Linked DNA regions of Dromaius novaehollandiae: region 2 is linked to region 1. Evidence: chromatin contacts called from public Hi-C data. All regions are on one chromosome and are shown on one strand. The core of a region is the stretch at or near the end of the contact, and the rest is flanking DNA. Distances in the headings are between cores, read along the strand shown.

Region 1 (6,876 bases), core at 3,876-6,375:
TTCTCTGCATCTCAACTTTATAGTCAATCTACCCTCTTCCAGGTGAACCACTACTCAGTCCATTACATATAATACAGATTCTGCATGCAAGGGTTGAATCCTTTTTCCAAACAGAATTTCATCATAGTTTCCCGCAGAATTACAGTGCATTGCGTGTGTGACTTTGGTGTGCTCACTGTGATTAGGATCCTTTCTTTGTTTTGTGTTTCACATCTTGCTTACTTTCGTAACTGTTTTGTGTTTGAGTTTGTGGTGTGGTTATTCATATTCTTATACTCTTACTTCTAATTAATAGCACAATCAGACTGCATTTATATATAGACATGCATACATATTCCAATACAGTATTATATAACACAATTTTTAATCTCAGGTTAAGCACTGTGTTAAAAAAAGAAGTGCTACCTTGGGAAAAGGAGCAATTGGGAAAAGGAGCAATTCCTTTGCAAAAGGGAAACAACTCGCGCACACCAGCTATATTTATATATATAGGAAATACAAGCGTATTTTAAAGATGTTATACATTAGATATGAAATTTTAAGAAAGAAAAAAGACTTTGGTTATATAAGGATCAAAGATATAATGCTAGGAATCTGAAATGACCATACAGCTTATGAGCCGCATATGTCATCTCAGGAGAGGTGCAATCAGCTCTGTCATCGACAACAATCATTTCCACAAATGTTTTTATTTTAAACAACTGTTTGAAGTTTAATTGACTCTTTCAGAAAAGTGTGTTTTTTTTTTTTTTTTTTTTAAACAGATCTCATAAGGTTCAAAGGGAAGCGAATAGGAAATTGCAGAAAAGTTTTTAAGATATCAGATTTTTGGAGTTAGCTTCTTATTCATTATATACTACCTTTAAAGTAACCACAGTTATTTATTTAACTGGGGAAGGTGGGGAGTTACCTACACTTTTTGGAAGCATCTGCATGCTGTGTGCAGTAGCAACACATTAGTGGGCATGATATATATTAAGTAGCTAGAAATGCATTGCACAATTTTTCTCACTGTACAGAAATTTGCTGACTACTGAAATTAATTGAATGAATAGGTTTTTTAAATTTTTTCCATGCTGCATATTTCAGGCTAAGTTTTTCCATGTTTCATGACCATTTTCCATGGAACTACAGTAATGATTTTCTTTCTTCTTTTTTCTCCTTGTTTTTAAACACCCCGACCCCCCAAGCAAAAGCTATCTGTTCTTTGTGAACGCATAGTGCTCCCATACATTGAGTGAGATGTGGAATTCTGGGCTGAGATGGCCTAAGTATCATATAGTTTTCCTTTGCCATCCTCATGAAAATCACCTGAAATCTGACCATGTTCTAAGCACTGGGCAATATACATATTGAGTGTATGCTCAGTAGAAATATTGTATTTAAGAAGTTTAGCTTCACAAATATTCTCTCTAAAGCCAAGCCAAGCACAACTATAGCCTACTACCTCAGATACACAAAAAAGAGGCACAAGCACATCAACCAAGAAAGCATTAAAACTTGTAATTACAGGTTGCACCACAATGCCTATTACGTAGACTTCTTATGCACATGTAATCCAGATTCTGGCCTTTCCTATTTGTTGAGCACTTCCCTTTGCAAAAATCTCTCAAATTATATATATGTGTGTGTGTGTGTGTGTGTGTGTGTGTGTGTGTGTGTACGCGTGTGTTCGTATGTACGTATGTATACACACACTTATATAAAGACTTATATAAAGATTTTTATGTTAAAGTAAATATTTTTTTTATAAAGAAGACTATTTAATCTAATTTTTAAATTCTTTATTTATTCTTTTAGAAGTAAAAGGTATTAGATAATTTAAAAGCCAGTTCATGAATGGGTAGTACCACCTAAATATTATAAAGAATATGCTCACCCCAGTCAACAAGAAGTCATTTGATTAATTAAGGAATATAACACAAGATCAACACCACATGTATATTAAATTAAATTAGATAATTTGGAGATATTTACTATAAATTACTATAATAATCTCAGGCTGTAACAATAAAATCCATTGTTACAATGTTGCATCTGCCTACCTGCAGGGTTTTCTTTTTTTCTTTCTTTCCTTTTTTTTTTTTTTTTTTTTAAAGCTATCCTAAAATCCTTTTCACCATAAAATTCCCCATGGTTAGGGCCTAAGTAATACCAATATAATTCTTATGGGATACAGTATGGAAACTGAAGTCCTTTAAATACAAAGCTTCACTTAAAATAGGTGGAAAATGTTACCAAAATAATTTAAAATGCAATTTTGAAATTTTAACAGCAAATAGCATAAAAACAAAATTATGTGATACAATCCCAGCAGGAGAATTGTTATGTCAAACTTCTTTAGTAGAGGTCAAGTGCATCAGAACAGAAAAGTAATTTTTTTCCCCCCATAGACAATTGTTGCATGTTTGAAGTGGCGAGGGAAGTGGAAGAGAATATTGGTTTCAATATTTTTACTAATATTTATTTGCTCAGAAAGTCTTATTACTGTAATCTTTGTAATTTGTAAATCTATGGGATTTTAGACCCTCTGCAAGTATGAAATGAAAGTACGATTACGGCAACAAATCCAGGGAGATTATCAGTACATGTGGCTACAATCATAAATAAATCCTTTCAAAGGATGTCTCCATATCTTAAGTAAAGTCATTTAATTTATAAACCTAATCTCAGTTGATATAAAAATAAGTTTCAGACTATTCTGAGCTATCTGAACGTATCAACGTAAATATTTTTATATTTATATATCAATTTTTATACATATATATATGCATGCTACTTAAACACGTAATACATAATAAAAGATAATGAAGTTTCCAAATCTCAAAACGTCTCCCCCGCCTGCACCCTCCAACGTAAATACCGCTTACCGTGGCGAGAGGCTTCCTCGGGGCGAACCTCCCCTGCCAACCAGGCTGCGGCTATTATCTCCAAGATCTTGATCTGCAGTGTAAATATTTCACAGCTGATAAATCCACTCTCATTAGGTAGGAGTTTTAAAGCTGACATAGATATTTTAAAAATACCTTAAATCTGAACTTCTTCAGCATTGCAGACCAAGTACGTAACTAGTTTAAGACTGCTGAACTGTAGCATGTAAGGTGTTGTCCTTACACATTTCTGAGGGTCTACCAGGCCACGGATTATGTTCACTTCTTTCATTCCTTTCAGTTTCACAGCACAGAAGTGTGGTTTGCATTTGCAGTACCCTCCCCTCAGCCACTTTTAATTTCTACGGTGAAAGTAATGAATCACAGCTGTGGACAGCTAATCTGTATGCTTATCACAGCAAATCCTGATGCTTTGTATTTTTTTTAACACTTTGCATCCCAAAACAACTCATAAAATATATACCGCACTAAACTTGCCACCATCATCTAACGAGCACAGTCTATTCTACGGATTTACTGAAAACTTTATGAAAGCATGTAATTCACAAATTCCTATTTATAAGCAAAAGTATAGGCAGGACCCTTGCTAAAAGGTAGTAAAACAAACAAAAAAGGCCTCATTAAATACAGAAACGTTTTGCTTGGAAGGACTCAAAAGGGTTATTTTCCCTATGGCCTCTCAATAAAATAACCCTATCTGCCCCCTCCAAGGTTGCCCTCCCCCTGTTCGGAGGCAGGCGACCTCCGACCCCTCGGAGGGCAGAGACATGACTGATCCATTCTTGGTAAACTGCCCGCTGCCCCCTCCCCCAGCAGGCGCGACCGCCGCGACATGTCAACAGATCCTGAGGGGCGCGCGGGAACAAAGCCGCCCCGCGCCCCCGCACCGCCAGCAGGGACCCGGCACTGCGCTGCGGACGGCCCTCCGCAAACGCTCACGACGTTATTAAATGCCGCAGAAGTTCTCTGGCGGGATCCCTCGCGCACAAACTTGTGCGTAACGCAATTTCATGAATTATGCAAATAAAGGTTTAAACTATTCGCGACAAAACCCAGAGCTGTGTTACCCTCATTGCAGAGAGCTAGGAACCGAGCACATCAATCACGGAAGTCACAGGAGACATTGTTGCATTCCTGCCTGCTGATGGCTCTGCTTAAACATTTACATTTAGACAGTAAAAAAAAAGGCAGCACATAGCTGTTCTGCAGGACAACCGAGAATTTACTTCCAACACCTAACAACTTTATACCGACGCTTAAGAACCAAATGTTGAGCTCAAAAATAAAATTTAACAATCTTTTTAAAAATCCGTCTGCCTGGAAAGTAGCACAGGTTTTCAACGCCAATAGCAAGTTTACCTGCTTGACTGGTCTCAGACTGAGCAATAAGCGCTGCCATGGCCGAACTGGGATTGAGCCTGTTGCCGTACATGTGGGACGGAGGCAGACTGAGAGAGGATCCAGGTAGGGTGTTTGCCTGCAAGAGAACAATTATAACTTGAGTCCTTTTAAAAAAAATGGGGGCAAATACTAACTATGTTTTAATGATGTCTTCCTAATGCACAATCATTAGTTCTTTAATAAATTAATGTATTTAAAAGAGAAATTTATTATTTTCCATTTAGGAGTACAGAAATAGAATTGCAATACTTTTTAAATACAGCAAGCATTACAGTGTGGTTTACAATCATCTTTGGTAGATACGTTAATAGAAAAACCTTCTAATAAAAATTTACTGTAGCAAATCTTAAAAATACCTAAACTGCATTTTAAAACAACCACTATAGCAGGACATCCTTGCAATCCTGAGGTATGCACTCGACGCTAGGACTTAGTAGCATGGTGACCATGTGGTTATCCTACTAATTATTTAATCTTATTAAACCATTTACAAAATAAGGGCAGGTAGACAACAGATGTCTCACAAATGCCTGGGTTCCTTACATCACAAGCCGGCTGTGGAGGTCAAAAGGTCCAACTTTCAGCTCTATAGTTTAACTACACAGAGCCATATTTCCTTTGCTCTGCTCTGTCATTAGTAAAACCTGCACACTATTTTGTTACTTCCTATTTTGATAGACTTGGAAGCCTGGTGTTTTTTTGTTTTGTTTTGTTTTTATTTTAAAGAATGCAAACAGCCATTACAAGTATGTTTTCTATACAATAGGGGGCTCAACGAATCACAGCTTTGCCCTGACCCCATATAAGGAACTGTATTTTTGGCAGTTGGCCAGCTCTACTTATTGAAGAGCTCCCAAAGTTTGTGTTCATTCATGTTGCTAACCACAATTCTGAAGGTCTCTGCTGGGACTTGTGCCAAACAAGCGAAAATGAACCCTTAAACAGATGAAGCTAAGGAGGCTGGCCAAAATCTTGCATAATCCAAAGCAATAAAAATACTTTTGTCCTTGGCTGCTTATGCTTTTTCCCCTTTCGAAGAAAAGATGCATTAAATGCTGAGTTTCAGAGACAATCTAAGAAAAAAGGCATTGCTGCTGATGAAAAATTTTGCATTTCTGGCCTGATAAAAAAAATTATTTTAGAACAAATAAAAGATTATAATGTATTTAGAGGGGAAAAAACATCATAGATAAAATTTGTGATCTCACAGGTTGTCTAAAATGAATCTTTGAAGAAAATGTAAACAACCTTTACAAAATAAACTTTTTTTTTTTTAAACATGAGAAAAAAAGAAGGTAAAGAGTAAGCAACTCAATTTGTGGGACATTTTGACATGTATAACTGCACACAAGAGACAAGGGAAACATACTGGTTATTACAGCAAAAATATTACAGAGTATAAACTATGTCTCTGGAAAGAATCACACACTACCATTAAGTTTTGGCTTTCAGCCAACATATTAAACTTGATGAATGGACTTTTATGAATTCACACAACTGTTTTCAATGATGCTTTATTTACTATATACTGGTGAGAAATTGTGCCTGATACTTGAGTTTTTCTACTGTCACAAAGCTAGAAAATGCAACAAGAAATTATTTCAGATGATTGGGTTTTTTCCACTTTTAATTTTAAAGTTATGTGTAAGATCGCAAGACATGGAACCACAGTTTCACTTCAAATTCAGCTCTTTTTTTTTTCCTTTGCAGAATTACATGTCTCTAGTAGAATTAATCTGAATTAGTCATAACTCTTAAAATAATACAGGCATTTCCACCTACCTGGGTACGCCAACAAGTTCCAGAAATACAGTACATTACTACTGTGACACTTACTGACAGAGGCGGCAATACCGCACAACTCCTGCTGTTTTCCTCAGTAAACACCTATAGCACGATTCCAACTCAACTATTAGTGCTCACTAGTAACCTTCAATTTTTTTCCTGTTTTCCTCTCAAAACACAAACCCCAACAACATAGTTTTTGTCAAATTCTTTCACTGAAAAAAAAACTTACAAAATGAAAATTACTACATACAACCATTATTTCCTTCCAAATCTGAGGAGACCAGCAAGATAAAAATCTGCACATTCTTAATGTAAATAAGATCATTGAGATTGTGAATTCTACTAATGTAACTTAAAAAAAAATCCTACAAACACTCTGTTTTATTTCCGCTTAGTTTTAGAATATTTCTACAAAACAGGCTTTTCTTTCTTAATTCTAGCAAGTGTACTGCTCACATTTTGTGCAGAAACTGGTGTATTTACTCTCATTCTTCTGTGTAATTCACTGCAAGGCTACTTAAAACTGCACAATAACAACTATACATTAATTTATAATGGCAAGGCATCTAGAATCAGCAAGAAGAATACAGGTGTGACTGAAACATGCACAAACAGCTTTAAGAACTTACTTAAATTAGAAGTATCTAAGAATATTGAAAGCCGTTGCTAAAGTGCGTTGAGTAACTATCGCATCACAAAAGACATCAAAGGGATTAAACAATGTTTGCTAAGTGGACTGATAGATCAAAAGACTTAGCACGATTTAAACAATATCTAAGAACCTGAGTTTTTTCAC
Region 2 (7,567 bases), core at 4,747-7,246, 130 kb after region 1:
GGATTTCTGTGAGGTATGTATTAATTCATTGGATTTTTATTAAATACATTTACATAGCATCATAGCAAAAAACAAGCCTCAGATTACTTTTCTATAGGCATCTCTCTCCATGTAGGACTTGATAAATTAACATTCCATATAAATTAATAGCTTTTATTCATGTTTGTTGTGCTACGATCAGTAGTGTAATACTGTAATGTGTCATAGGTCACATTTATTTCATTTCAATTTAGGGTTGTATCTGTACTGCATCTTAAATACAAGAAATGACATGCTGAATTTCTCACCAAATACCTTAAATACAGACTATTTTAGATGGATTTGTGTAAACAAAATAGATATATGTAATATAGGCGTGGGAAAGGAAAAGCCGGTTTGTTACATGCTAAAGCAAATTGGAGTAAATCAACCGCGTCCATGGACTATATAAGCAATACTACTCTGCTTTTCCCAGTACCATTTGGACAAAACAATGTTACTTTTTTATTTAAAGTGTTTTCTTCTCAACAAGGGGCCACCACTTCCCAATCTCAAAAACACGCCCCTGAATATGTTAATTAATTGCATTGTGTCTCTGAAAGAAAGAGGTTGCCAAATGCAATAAAAAATTCTTTCGATCCACGAGCTCCGTTCCCACTGCTAGTTACCATCTAATTTCAATTCTACATATGTAAACGTATATACATTTCCTCTATGTATGATTTTGACCATTAAAAACTGTCCAAGAGCGAAAGTCTAACCTGACCACATAGGGTGTATCTGAGAAGCTTAACATTCCTAGCGAATTAAGCACGCAAGCCTCGGATCACTTTTTGTCAATCTTACTAAGGTACTTCAGGGTCGGAATGTGGGTAATTTTTATATCGTGGTACTTCCCAATTAAAAGCAACAACAATGCTCCTTTGTGAAAAAAACTTAATGTATGAAATATGTCAACACATTCCATACAAATACAAAATAAAGAACAACGAAGAATGGCAACAAACGGTCTCTCCCTGACTATTTTTTTAATCTTCCCTTTCAATAAGATAGTTTTCAAACAGCAATATATTGTTCTAGTAAACACAAGAGCATTAAATGTCCTTTTGAATGACGCTTTCTAAATTTGTAGTTACCTTTTGAAAATTGCCAAGCAGCAATTAAGAGTAAACACATCTCCGGAATACTCAAGTAGGAGAAGTAACAAAAAATCTTTCTTTCCTTGATTTTAAAGTTAATGCCTTTAATTATTAGCAGGGTGGTGTTTTCCTATTAAATATTACTTGCATCTTCAGCGTTCAAGTAACATCGATGCTTTTTACCATCTAAACTGAATTGAGCTTTTATTTGGAGGCATCCCACAAAAGACCGTAAGTTTACAAAGAGTGAAAGAGAAGTCTCCAACTGTATTATCTTAAACAATGACTGCAAGCATGCAACTTCCCAAGTGTGGGGGGGAAGTCAGTTAAGAATTATTTTTAACTAGGTGATATCTCCAAACATCATCCTTTTGCTTCCTGCTCACAATCTTTGTAAAATGTTAATTTCTTGGCGATACATAAAAAACATTTAGTTAAACAGCAGTTGAAAATGTTTAAAATAAATTCTTGCACACTCTAAAATAACTCGCTAAAAACACAATTCTCCTAGAAAGTTTTTTTCGCTAGACCTCTAGAAATTCTTCCCCCATCACAGATATGAACCTCTAGCCACTTTAATTTAATCTCTAAGAAACAACGTGCAAACACTTTTCTTTCTTAAAAGAGTAAGGACACTTGTTGGAAATTTTCTTGAACATCACCTTAGTTAATTCTTCTCCATGGAAGTATATGAGAAAGTTCAGGTCTGAATGGTGTGCTAAAACAATTTATTTATAATTATTTTCCGGAAAAAAGAGACAAAACCACTTTTCCTATAAAACATTTTTTTTTAAATCTCAAACCTCCACACAACAATCGCTTGAAAAAAATCCAGAGTTCGCCGTGCTTATTTGAAAAACAGGATAAGATTAATCTTCGTTTTTATAAACAAAACATAAAGACGTGCTTCTTTCAAACTCCTCTTTGCCTAGCGTTAGTATTCCAGATCCTGCGGTTCGGAGCTGCTTCTCCCAACTTCTCTAAGTAAAGTCCTGTTCTAAAACCCACCCCCGAACAGATGTTACTTTATGCACAAATCCACTGCTATAGTGGGATTTTTTTACCTTTCACGTAACACGTGAGCTACGGCCTCACTGGAGCTCCCTTAGTGAACGGCACTTCTACACAGTCCTCTCTACGTATGCACCAGTTTGCTCGCTGGAAACCCCCTGAGCGAGAGAACACGAACTTGCGCCGTAACCCGACTGTGTCTGCAGCTACAGCGCGCAGCCCTTCAGCGGGAGCTCCGCGCCTCGCCGCGCGCCGCCGGCCTGCGAACAATGGGCAGCGCCGCGAGCCCGCGCCGCGCCTCCGCGGCCGCGCAGTCCGGCCCGGCCCTCCGCGCGCTGCCCGCCCGCCGCCCGCTCCCCGCGCGCTGCCTGCGGGCTGCCGCGCTGCGCGCCGCCTGCGGCTCGCCTGCCCCCTGCATCCCTGGCCGCTGCCTCCGGGAGCCCACCCCACTTCCTGGCTGAGGCAGCCTGTCCTTTTTTTGGTGGGGTTTTGGGGGTTTTTTTGTTGTTGTTGTTTTCTTTTTTTTTCCCCTCTGGCTCACCTTCCCGGAGCCCATCCCGCTCACGGGAGACCCTCGCTCACCCTTCACATTCCCCAGACAAGTCTGTCAGTTCGCCGCCGTGCTGCTGAGGGCACCCACGTATTTACTCTCTCAGCTACTCACCCTCAAACTCTATCACCCTCAGTGCAAAGCGTGCCAGAGGGTGAGCGGGATTACCGCGCTGGCCCGCGGCCAGCCGCTCTCCGGAGCCTATCCCGGGGCCGGCGGCCCGGGCGGCCCGGCCTATGAGAGCCCTCACCACTCCACTTGCTGCCCCTGACCTCCTGCCAGCTGGCCCCGCTCCCGCCTGCTCCCGCGCATACCATGAGCACTACCAGCAGGAGAGGAGGAAGCACTACAAACGCGCAACCTGGCTGCTGCAGTGCTCGCTTCTTCCCTTCAGGGGACGGTGCTGCACACAAAAGGCCGCTCAGCATTGTTCTCCTCCCTGACCCCCAAATCCCCTTTTCCTCGCCGCAGAAACTGCCGGGAGAGGGGACCTGGAGGAGTCAGGAGGGAAGACGAAACGGCGAGAAGTGGTGGGCACACCAGCTGTCTCCAGCCCTGGCCATTTTGGAGGGCCCCTCACCATGATGCCCCTTCCCAAAACTTGCAGGCACCTGCAGCCTACCTGTTCCCCAAGGCCCACAGCAGCCTTCCTCAGCCAGCCGAGGCCGCGACGCTTTGGAGCTCTCCTCTCTGCTCCCATGCCCCAATTTGCCTAAACCCCTCGGGTTTGTACCTAGTGCAGGCCCCACTGAGCACGACCCCTTCCTAGCAGCCCACCCTGGTGCAGGCAGCCCTTGCTCACCCCGCTCCCACGTTCCCTGCACAAAATCAGGAGGTGTTTCACTCATCCCTTCATCCAAAAATTCCACCAAGCTCATAAAGGCGCCGCTTCCTCTTTTAATAATCAAACAGAGCAGCAGATTATTTTTGGGGGTTTTTTTTGGGGGGGGGGAGGGGCAGAGGGGTGGGTCACTTTGCAGTTACGTTTCCAGGGAACCTCCTTCTCCAATTTCTACACAGAGTCAGACATTTCACATAGTCACAGGGGGAAAAAAAAGTACCAAAGAAACACATTATTTGAGGATTTCATTCCCAGAATGTATGGTAAGCATGCTACTTTTTAATCTGATTGGCTTGACATTGGGGGAGTGAGTTATATGTGAACTGTAAGGCTCTATTTTGCCATTTGCTATTTGAAGTCTAATAAAATCAAGTATTTCTCTCCGCCACGTTAAAAACACCAAGTAACAGAAAATGAGGCATCAGGATCTAGCAAAACACTCAAAGCAAGTGAGGAAGAGAGGGGGAGCAACACATGACATTGAGGAAAAACCATGACTTGATTTAAATAATTGCATAATATTAGGATTTAACTTTAAAATGTTTACATTTGTGTGATTTGATTAATGTCACATTTGATTTCCTTAAAGCCACTGACAAGGTACTTTAAAACATGAGATTAACGTCTACCAATAATATTCAACAGGCAAATCCTCTTCCAGGCTTCCTATCTTTCTCCCCAAACAGAAGCAGGTAGGTGTATAATTTCCTTCGACTGATGAAAACTCCCCTTTCTCAAGGCATGGCTAACGTCCTTCGGGCGATTTCGTGGAGCAGCCGGCAAAACGGCCGTTCCCCCCACACGGCTTGGTCCTCTCAGCCGCAAGGGCTGTCCGAGCCCTGCAACGCCCTTTGTGCTCCCTTGAACCCCCTTCCCTCCTCCTCTACGCTGAAATTCCCTCTCCACCATACTTTTTCCCTCAAAAATAAGGGAAAACGCTGCTATTTGTGGGTCCCTTCCTCACACGTAAGAACTTCACGGTGATTCAAGGAACCTTCCCTCTTTCTGGAACCTACTGCCTCCCGTTGTACCGCGGCCCTGAAAGGACCTGCGCGGGGTGCGCGGCCGCCCGACAGCAGCCCCTCACGCATGTCCCCCCGCCCCGGCGCTATTCCACCCCGTTAGGGGTTAGGGCAGTATTTAACCGCCGCCCCGCTGCCTCCGCATGCCACCGCACTCCCGGCGCCGCTCCTCGGCCTCCTCGCACGCCGGCCAGCGCCGCACCGGAGGCTGCTTTAAACTCCACCGGTCCCAGGGATCCCACTTTAAACTCGCGCGAGCCTCACCCACCATCACCCCCTCCTTCTCCTCCTCGGCAGCCCCCACCGGGCTCCCCCCGGACCCCTCCCGCGAGCGCGCAGCGGGCGGCGAGGCGCCGCGCCTGGCTCTTCCCGGGCTGGCGGGGGGAGGGGCGGGGCGGGGGGAGGGGGACGGTTACGGGCGGCTCGAGCGCGGCACGAGCGCGGCCGGCGCGGGGAACTGTGGGTAGGAAAGTGGTCGGGCGGCAAAGGAAGCGGCGGGAGGAGGGGGAGGGGTGAAAGGTCAGCGGCCGGGAGCCCCCGCGCCCGCGCCAATGGCGGGCGGCGCCTCCCGCCGCGGGGGCCGCCCGCGCCCCGGCCGCGGCGGGAAGCGCTTCGCTCCGCGCGGCTCCGCGCCGCCTTCCCTCACAACGAGCTGGGGCCGCCGCCGCCTCCCCCGGCCGCGGTCACGGAGCGCGCGTGCGGCGGCCGCGCGGGCCGGGCCGCCGGGGCCGCTGCCTCCCTCGGCAGCGGTGCGCGGCGCGTCTCGCCGCGGAGCCGAGCGCCGGCGATGTTTGTTTGCACACAACCCCACCCCCACCCGCTCTTTGCTCTTTGATGCAATTTATTTGATTTGCAAATAATTGCAGATTTTTCCTCTCCCCCCTCCCCCCCGCCTCCTAACCTCCGCTTCCTTCCTCGCCACCTCGCTAGTCACCGCGGCGGTCCTCGCCGGGAGCGCGCTTTAAGGCGCCCGCCGGGGTTTGGGGGAGCCCCCGAGCGACAGCGCTGCCTCTCGGGGATCGCCGGAGCGCCCGGGACGGCCGCGCTGCCGCTGCCCCGGAGGGGACCGGCCGGTGAGTCCAGAGCCGCGAGCCCCGCGGCTCCCCGGGCCCCGCCGCGGGCACGGCTGCGGCGGCGGCCCCCGGCAGCAAACGTGTTTTTGTTTAAACCGCGCTGCAACTTTCTCAGCGGTTCTCGCACCCCGGCCCCGCCGCGCAGCCCCTGGAGGTAAAGTCGAGCGAGCCCACCCGCCGGCCCTGCACAATGAGGCTCAAATGGAGGAAGAAAATGTAAAATGTTCAAATGGAGAAGTGGTTCCCTTTGTTCTTTCATTGTTTCTACACGAACTGGCGGCTACAAGGACAAACACTTACCTTCTCTCCGTTTTGCTCCAAAACCCACACGTTCCCATCAGCTTTAAAATACACAGTCCACCTTGGAAGTGACTACAAATGTCGGGGGAGTTTGTATTCCATTCTTTTTCGCTCTCTGCTCTTTTTAGTGTAAGATTAAGTTGCCGAGCACGTTGTTGCAAGCTGTAGCCCCCCGCCTTAGTGAATGGTCACGTTTAGGACCCTCCAAGTCCATCCTAATTCTGCCAGTAGAATTGAGGGTATTGGAGGTCTAAACTTTCAAAAGGAAAAGGGCCTGCGTCTATCTAGCAAACCTGAAAATACACTCAGTTCTTCGCCCACTGCGACAAAATAGATGTAAACATTTTGCCACAGACAACTCCGTGAAATATACGTTTTAAAGCTTACATGTAGAAAAGCTGTTGTATTCGACGAGATAAGCTAAAAGCAAACTAGCGTGAAGTGTAAATCTACCTCGGCGCATTCCACAGCGGGAATCATTTCTATCTGGAGTTTAAAACAAACAAATAAATACGAGCATCATGCAGAAATATAAAACGCGAAGTTTAAAGGGAAACGACGTCTGAGAAGAATGTACTATCCAGGACGGACTGCAGAATCACTGCTTTTTTAAGTGTCCCTTTCTCGCAAAAATACTGCTTTTCATTTTTCTTCGGTGCGACTTAGGCGCGCGAGAAGAACCCGTTTTCTGATTTCTTTGTAGTCCAATCAGTGGTTAGAGCCCAGCCACACAGGCAATACTCCCCCAAACCTTGCTTTAATCTGATTATGATGAGATTTGCTGATACAATGAATATTTGAAATGATCCTTGTGTCTTAGTAAACGGGATGAATTTTCAGGCTCCTGTTTCCAAGGCTCCCGGAGCCCGCTCCGGCGGGGCCCCGGCGGGGTCGGAACCGGGCGACCCAGCCCCCTCCTGCAGCGCCCAAGGGCGCCGCATTAATTCAGCCCAACTCCCTCGGCCGGGGGTTGGAGCTGCATCCCTAAGTGCCTTTTACCCCTGCATCATCACGCATTTGCCAATTGAAAAATAAACAAATAAGAAAGAGGATGCAGGCGGCCCAAGTGATTGTGGGACTGGGAGTGTGTGTTGTCTAATCTCTCTCTCTCTTTCTCTCCCCCCCTCCCCCTCCCCCCAGTGTGGCCGTAATAGCAAACTGGAAAGCCGTTTTATTTCATAGGAACATATTACAACCAGCAAGGTAAATAGGGACTCGTGGGAGGAGATGGAAGGGGGGAGGGAGAGGGGCTTTTCTTTGATAGCGTTTAATTGGAATTGAAACATTCTCGGGCTGTAAACATTCTTTATTTATTCAGCACACATAAGCGGGCATTGTTTTATCACCGTCATAATTACGGTGTCCTTTAAACTGACTGATAGCAAAGGAGATAAGGGAATGCGCCTGTAGCTCCAGATCAAATCGCTGGCTCTCCCCGGGTCACCAGGATCCGTGCAGTCCTTGGAGATGAGGAGCGCCGGAAGATTGCGGCCTGGCCATCCCTTACGTCATGAGAGTGATTTGTACCACATTGCTAATTTGGTGCGATTCATAACCTTCTGATCTCCTATGTTTGCAACTGCTTTTCAGCTCAGAGGATACGTTTTGGGGGATGCAGTTCCCGAGTATAGAAATTAAGACTGATCACCTAT

Evidence for each region. A called contact is a pair of places that touch in the nucleus more often than the background predicts.
Region 2: a contact with region 1 is called in a Hi-C map of brain, with 3 times the contacts expected there. The contact joins the promoter of MLLT10 here to the enhancer-like site in region 1. A contact is called at or near these places in 2 of 4 Hi-C or Micro-C datasets (brain and liver).

The regions. Positions count from the first base shown.
Region 1 is chr2:21,112,701-21,119,576 of bDroNov1.hap1, forward strand. It overlaps MLLT10 (MLLT10 histone lysine methyltransferase DOT1L cofactor), which reads right to left. Exons shown (of 21, transcript XM_026098559.2): 13 at 4,251-4,368; 14 at 2,871-2,943. Among named protein-coding and RNA genes, the nearest start is that of SKIDA1, 130 kb to the right of the region's middle. Within about 2 kb of position 5,126, at least 1 of the 2 cell types and tissues checked has open chromatin away from gene starts, as enhancers often do.
Region 2 is chr2:21,238,811-21,246,377 of bDroNov1.hap1, forward strand. MLLT10 (MLLT10 histone lysine methyltransferase DOT1L cofactor) reads right to left here and starts at 5,997. Exons shown (of 21, transcript XM_026098559.2): 1 at 5,916-5,997. It overlaps SKIDA1 (SKI/DACH domain containing 1), which reads left to right and starts at 3,711. Exons shown (of 3, transcript XM_064505952.1): 1 at 3,711-3,783; 2 at 4,166-4,212; 3 at 7,056-7,567.